2 separate regions of the Mus musculus genome follow, and region 2 is linked to region 1. The links are chromatin contacts, called in public promoter capture Hi-C maps. All regions are on one chromosome and are shown on one strand. Each heading gives the region's core, a stretch centred on a gene start, on an enhancer-like site or on the middle of the called end of the contact. The rest is flanking DNA. Distances are from core to core; before and after follow the strand shown. Region 1 holds the start of Efcab7 (EF-hand calcium binding domain 7). Region 2 holds the start of Ube2u (ubiquitin-conjugating enzyme E2U (putative)).

Region 1 (3,840 bases), core at 471-2,970:
CAAATATACAATGATATCCTAAAGAACAATGATGTAGCATAATCCAAAAGAATCAGAACAAAGAAAATGCATACATGCATCATCTCAAAATAAGACTTCAGGGGAGACTTCACAGGGTTGTTAAGATTACAACAGTTCACAAATGTGAAACATACAGAATACTTCAGGACACACAAATGCTAAAGAAAACATACATGGAGTGAAATTCCCCAACAGTGAGGTTTTTTTTTTAATGCAAATCAACTGCAGTTGGATCCCCCCATAGCAGGATTAACTATCATTTCATTCACATTTCTATAATACAGCTCATGTCAAATCACTGGATATTTGAAGTTCCACCGATTACATTGAGCTTTATAAAGTTCCTTTACTAGTAATAATATTTAGTGTCTATACAGCATGTCTGCTCATAAGACATTAATATACAATCAAACGTCTTATTTAATCCTTTCTACACTGACCAGGCACTTTTTGTCCATTTTACAGATGATGAAATTGAGGGACAGAGATGTCACCCAGTCAGTGGTAATTTGTGAAATCTCAGTCATTTCTTCTTTTAATGTGAATGAAGGTTTATTGAACAAAGGCTACTATGCAGGGCAAAATTGTTCTGGTGGTCTAATGGCTTCCAACATTGCTTTATCCTGCGTTGACTTCTAAAAATACATTCCAATCTAATAAATTGAATAGTTCAAGTTGAACAATAAGATGACACAGGTAGGGTCCCCTTCAGGACTCATTGGATTCATACTCAGGAGGCCTAAATCACTGGCACCTTCTTGAATTATGTAGGTCTTTTACACTTGGGAAAGAAAGATAATAATCGCTTATCATGGATGAAGTACCCTATTTATAATACACAGACCGCCTGCCTGACACTTTCATATTACACCAGATTTAGAAGGACCCCATAGGGATGTGGTGTCACAGTCTGGTTACTGCAAATTGGTATCACCATAATTAAACATCGGTTTTAAACACATATGCGTGCGCGCCATCTCACAAACGGGAAAGAAAACTATTCCAATAAGGAAGAGCAAGCACTCGGCTTACAGCAAGCAATTTAAAAACATTTTTAAGGATCTTCAAGTGCTCCTTCCAAATGGGGTTATTCTCACATGAAAATCCCTGGACAGAAATGTTCCAGAATTCTATTCTTTCCCTTCCTGTGAAGACAGTCCAAACTGAAGCTTAAATAAATATATAATTGCACCCCTAGGGCTCGGAAACCACCTTTTATTTAAAATTCTAGCCCAAGTCTGAGACAGGGGCCTGGAGAGTATATTGTAGCAAACGGCTCCATAAATAACTAGGCACACAATAAGCAGGAAAAATAAACTGTTAAAAGCGCCTAAGGCGTCTAAAGGGCCAAATGAAAACAGAGAGCCATCCAGTCACCGTCGCTGCACCGTGAAACAGTCACAACTAATCCCAGACAAGCTCTCTCCGTTTTTTGTACTCCTCTGGCCACGATGCTGCATCCCCTTGTGTGTTTCGGGGCATGCACCGGCTCTTAGGAGGACACAGAAGTAAACGTAGCAGATGGGAGAGGCGGCCGCACAATGAAGAGCAGAGCGAGCGACAGAGCAAGAGAGAGGCTTGGTGGCTACCTAATTTCAGCTCACAAACCAAGAAGAGCAGCCAATTTTCGTTAGTAGATCCGCGAACCTCTCGGCGCAACCGGACAGACCTCCGCCTTTTTTAGATTACCATAGCAACTGCGCCTCGCCGCCACCGGAAATAAGAGGCAGAGCACCTTCCAAACGCTCCGACCAGAGATTTGTGGACCATTGACCGAGAGAGAACAGCCATGGCATTGTAGCTTATCTGTTGCGAGGCTGGCATGTCCACAATAGTGAGGAGGGTCGTGCGCTGCATGCGGCTGGGGCTAAATGGATTCTGGCCTTAGACTCCCTGCACCATTTCCTTGAACACGTTCAGGCTCTTTCTCGCGCGGAGACTGTTTCCGGCGAGCTGCATACGGGGTGACACCTCATCCAGCGCTTACTACGCGGGCTTTTTATGCTTCCGCGTTTGCGGTTTCTCAGTTGGTTCTGTCCAGCAACGGAGTCCCGAAATGCCGTAGGTATCCCTTCCCCAGACGTTGCTGTTTTGTGGGCCCTCTATGAGCAAAAAGAGTATACAGGAAGAGTATGCCGTCCCATGGTCACCTTGTCTTTTTTATTTCTATAAACTTTTCTCTGTTGACAGCGTCGGGATGCTTGGTATTCCCAACCTACCTCTACCCTTCCAACACTTCTTTGACTCTTAAAACTTCACATCATTGTGTAAGCTGCGGGCTAAATCTGAGTAATGTCTAACTTGAAATGACTAAGAATGAAAGAGTATATTAAGTAAACATTTCTCTGTAATTTGTAGAATTTTTAAATGCTTGTTAAGCATTTGTGTAGTGAGTTCTCTGAAACTCGGGAGAGATTTCATGGACTGAATGGATTTCAGGCACTGAAAGATTCTTAAGATTATCACTTAGCAACTCAGTAATAAGTGATTTACTTTTCTTACTTATAAAAATAAGCTTGAAAAAAGTAAAAAGTGGGTTTGTATTGGGTCATCTTTAAGTTACAGCCCAACCCCAATAATGTGATTACCGAAAATGACCATAGTAGAGATGGGTATTGTGCTAGACTGCTACCCTTCGGCTACCCTACATAGGCTATATAAAGCACAGTTAGCGGTTGTATAAACAGGTTTTTTTTTTTTTTTGTTTTGTTTTGTTTTTAAAAAAAACAGGGTCTTTTTAAAGAATTTGAGGGAGGAGGAAGACCTAACTCTTGTAATACTTCTTTGGCTACCCCCGTACCAGGCTGATTTAGGTACTTCCTGCTAGGGTAACATTTTCCTGTTTGAGTAAAATGCAAACTAAGATATTATCGGGGATACTTGTGTAAGATATGAGCTGACATAAAAGAAGGAGGACCTTCGGAAATAACAATATTTATTAACTCACCATTCTAAAAAGGTTTATCTTTTAATGCATTAGAAAAATGTCTATTATAACATTGCTGGCAAAGATGAGGGAACAAAACTTAAGCAGGAAAAGAATGAAAATGAATTTGGTGTGTAAACTATGTTCCTGATCTGTTTACAGAAGTGAGGAACCAAAATCTATTGGAAGTGGATATTTTTCTGGCAACTGGCAACTTTAATATATGAGTAGATGTTGTTATATTAGAAGAGTTTCATTAAGTACATTGACATCCCATATTTTTAGCAGTTGTGTTGGTTGGTCCATTTTTCTAAAGAATCAGGGGCTTGTATAACCCAGGCTGATCTTAAACTCACTTTGTAGCTGAAGAAAACAACAAACTTCTAATTTTCCGTCCACCTCCCCCAGTGCTGGGATTGCATACCGCCCACTGTTTATTCAGTGCTGGGGGTCCAACCTAAAGCTTTGTGTATAGTAACTGAGCACTGTACCTGATGAACTACATCCTAGACCCAGCTTTGCTGCTAATGTGTTTTAGCAAAGAGATTAAAGCCATCATAATAATTTCATGTATGAAGCATAGTCACGCTGTAGCGCAGTGGTTCTCAACCTGTGGGTTATGACCCCTTTGGTGGTCGAACAGCCTTACACAGGGGCCACCTAAGACCACTGGAAAATATAGATATTTACATTATGATTTATAACAGTAGCAGAATTAAAGTTATGAAGTAGCAACAAAATAATTTTATTAAAGGGTTGCAGCATTAGAAGGGTTGAGAACCACTGCTTTGGTAGCAGAGTTCCGTCTTCGTTAGTGAGATGCTTTGTTTTTAAATGTGATAAACTATGAAGTCAAAGTGGTACTAATAGAAACCTTGGGAAGTTCTTATAAA
Region 2 (3,840 bases), core at 913-3,412, 650 kb before region 1:
CAGTGTGTCTATGCAGTACGTGTGTAGGGTATGGCCATTTATGATCCCAATTAGAAAAGAAGAGAATAGCTGGAAATTTGAAAAAAAATGTGTGTTTCCTGAAGGTTTCTGAAGATGATTCGGATATCACGTGGAAGGCATGATGTAAGAACATTTTCACTAAAAAATTCCAAGCTTACCTCAATTTCCTATGTTTACGAGTTGGATTTTTTTCCTTGTGTTATGAAAGGAAATATAAAACAAATCACTTTTCTAGTTCTAACTCTGATATGGATTTTGTTTGGTTTTGGCAATGGATAGGTGCATAAAAATATATCTAACAGTGGAAGTGTGAACTCCAATGTGAAGATCTGCAGAGTCCGTTCCCACATGCCATTCTGACTGCGGGAAGCTCATTGGAGTGTATTTACTTTCCATCTGGTTAATTTTGACGTGTGATTATTTTTAAAAATTAATTTTCATATTAAACTTTATAAAACTTATTTAAGAAAACAAAATTAAAATGTCAAGATTACTTTTGTATGTAAAAACAAACTTTCCTACACTCAAGTAGCGTCTCTATGAAGAGACAAGAATGAGCTTCACAGAAAACCTTAACAGCTATGCTGAGTGTACTTAAGTTCAGCAAATTCTTCCTGAGCCAGCACAGTGATTGCGTTTGCTAGGTGACTGTCAAGGTGAGCACTGTATTTGTCTGCATGCATTATCTGTACTGATATAAACCCATCACTGAGTTCTATTATGCCAGAGAACGATAATGTCTAGATTGAACAGAAATGTTATTCAACATGAGGTCATGCATCTGTAATGTTTATATAGCTGATCTTAAGCATCTCTGAGGAGGGCTTTTTCTTTTTTAATGTGTTTATAGTAGGAGTAAAACAGAACTTGTATTATGAACTACCACCACCAAGGCTATTGTTAGCACCTCTGCACACACTCTTTTATGGATGGCTTTGTTTCTAAGTTTGCTTTTTGCCACTTCCCTTTCTCCTCATTCTCTATTTTTCATTTTCCATATATTAGTCCATGGCACAAATGAATGCCAATAACTTCACTGGTGACATTGGAACAAAGGGTAGTTTTTTTTTTTTTCCTTCTGCATTAAAATTAGAAGGCAAAGACATAAGAAAGAAAGTACTGGAAAGTATGCAGTAGAACACGAAAATTAAAAACAAAGGATTGGAAAATGATATAGTGTGTCGGGTGGTAGTGGGAGGAGGCAGGAGGCAGGAGGCAGGAGGCAGGAGGCAGGAGGATCTCTGAGTTCAAGGCCAGCCTGACCTACAAACAGAGTTCCAGGACAGCCAGGGCAGTTATACAGAGAAACCCTGTTTCGAAAAACCAAAACAAACCAAACCAAACAAAGAAGGAAGGGGAGGAGGAGGAGAAGCAGCAGGAAGAGGAGGAGAAGGGAAGGAAGAGGAGGGAGGCGGAGGATCCTGACCCTGGAGACATATCTATACTGACTCTTCCCTAAGCATTACGTTTGCTGGTCAGCAAACAAAACATGACTCAGTTTACAGTATTCATGAGTGCAACCTGAACCTGCCAGCCCATGCTTGGCAGACTGATACTCACGGCTTCAGCTCACTAGGAATTGCCCTGCACAATGTACTTAAAATTGTTACATCATTATTTTGAAACAGTAGTTATTAAAGAATACTGTAGTTGAAAAGTTGGTGTAATTAAATCATGGTTTACAGAATAAACACGGACTAACCTGCTTCTTAAACAGCATCACTGGATGAAAACAGACCCCTTCAGGCTGCTGTACTTACCTTTCTTGTGTCACGTTTTAACTCCCTGAATTCTCTTTCCAGCAAGATGTAAGCTTTGGAGTACATACTGAGGTTGCTACTTGTCTTGGTTTACTCAGGGCAGAGTTCCTGACTGAGGTCTCCGGTCACCCTCTGACCCCTGGTTAACGGTTACTCACTCCGTAGTCAAGTAACTGCTAAGATTAGGATTTAACAGTGACTTTCTTTTCTGACTCCTCCAGACGGGAACTTCCCGAAGGAAGACTGGGGTCTTTCCTATCTGGGCTGTCTCAGCTTCCACCCCTAGACAAACTTGGGGACCACTTGAGAGATGCCGGAGTTGTTGGCTGGCCAAGAGGAAAAAAATGCAAACCCGAAGCAGCACTGCCAAGTTCTCTTTCTACCTGACAAGTAAAGGCTATGTTAGCTCAGCGGGACAAAGCAAACTGGTTGCCAAGCAACAGTCCTCTGGAGGCGGGGCGAGGTTGTCATCTAATCAGCTACCGGACTGTAGGTCCTCTTAGCCAATAGACAAACAGTTTCAGTGGGAAGGCCAATGAAGTCAGCATTCAGGATGACATCACCCACCCCTCAGTGCACCCGGACACCAGTGGGGTAGGGGGTCTTCCCTGCGCCCAGGACTTGTCTATAAATCATAAGCTTCTCAATAGTGCTTGTCCACTATGAACCTTTCTCTTTGACTGTCAGGTAACAAAAATATATGACTGGTACCCAAAGCTCATCACCCAACTGCCTTTTGCAAAAACCTCCCAAATTTCTGAAGTTGGAATTCCAATTTCTAAAGCTAAAACCATTCCTGCTTCCCAATGAGGGAGGCTTCTACCCCAGTTATTCATCCCCTGTCTTAGTCAGGGTTTCTATTCCTGCACAGACATCATGACCACAAAGCAAATATGGGAGGAAAGGGTTTATTCAGCCACATTGCTCTTGATCTCACAGAGCTCTTAACACCGAATGGATCTTTTAGCCCAAAGTTCCAAAGTCCTTCCACAGTCCTCCCCAAAACATGGTCAGGTTGTCACAGGAATACCCCACTATGCTGGTACCAATTTCTATATTAGTCGGAGTCACAGTTTTACTGCTGTGGACAGACACCATGACCAAGGCAAGTCTTCTTTTTTTTTTATTACATATTTTCCTCAATTACATTTCCAATGCTATCCCAAAAGTCCCCCATACCCTCCCCCACACTTCCCTACCCACCCATTCCCATTTTTTTTTGGCCCTGGCGTTTCCCTGTACTGGGGCATATACAGTTTGCGTGTCCAATGGGCCTCTCTTTCCAGTGATGGCCGGCTAGGCCATCTTTTTTTTTTTTTTTTTTTTCCATTTTTTATTAGGTATTTAACTCATTTACATTTCCAATGCTATACCAAAAGTCCCCCATATCCACCCACCCCCACTCCCCTGCCCACCCACTCCCCCTTTTTGGCCCTGGTATTCCCCTGTACTGGGGCATATAAAGTTTGCAAGTCCAATGGGCCTCTCTTTCCAGTGATGGCTGACTAGGCCATCTTTTGATATATATGCAGCTAGAGTCAAGAGCTCCGGGGTACTGGTTAGCTCATAATGTTGTTCCACCTATAGGGTTGCAGATCCCTTTAGCTCCTTGGCTACTTTCTCTAGCTCCTCCATTGGGAGCCCTATGATCCATCCATTAGCTGACTGTGAGCATCCACTTCTGTGTTTGCTGGGCCCCGGCATAGTCTCACAAGAGACAGCTACATCTGCGTCCTTTCAATAAAATCTTGCTAGTGTATGCAATGGTGTCAGCGTTTGGATGCTGATTATGGGGTGGATCCCTGGCTATGGCAGTCTCTACATGGTCCATCCTTTCATCTCAGCTCCAAACTCCGTCTCTGTAACTCCTTCCATGGGTGTTTTGTTCCCAAATCTAAGGAGGGGCATAGTGTCCACACTTCAGTCTTCATTCTCCTTGAGTTTCATGTGTTTAGCAAATTATATCTTATATCTTGGGTATCCTAGGTTTGGGGCTAATATCCACTTATCAGTGAATACATATTGTGTGAGTTTCTTTGTGAATGTGTTACCTCACTCA

The links. Promoter capture Hi-C pulls out the DNA fragments that hold promoters and counts their contacts.
Region 2: a contact with region 1 is called in a promoter capture Hi-C map of embryonic stem cells, with 4 times the contacts expected there. The contact joins the promoter of Ube2u here to the promoter of Efcab7 in region 1. A contact is called at or near these places in 5 of 39 promoter capture datasets (cranial neural crest, embryonic stem cells, hippocampal neurons and 1 more).

Annotation. Positions count from the first base shown.
Region 1 is chr4:99,827,325-99,831,164 of GRCm38.p6, reverse strand. It overlaps Efcab7 (EF-hand calcium binding domain 7), which reads right to left and starts at 1,720. Exons shown (of 14, transcript NM_145549.2): 1 at 1,611-1,720. It overlaps Itgb3bp (integrin beta 3 binding protein (beta3-endonexin)), which reads left to right and starts at 2,007. Exons shown (of 9, transcript NM_026348.4): 1 at 2,007-2,082. The coding sequence starts at 2,078.
Region 2 is chr4:100,477,189-100,481,028 of GRCm38.p6, reverse strand. Ube2u (ubiquitin-conjugating enzyme E2U (putative)) reads right to left here and starts at 2,162. Exons shown (of 10, transcript NM_001033773.4): 1 at 1,782-2,162. The coding sequence starts at 1,847.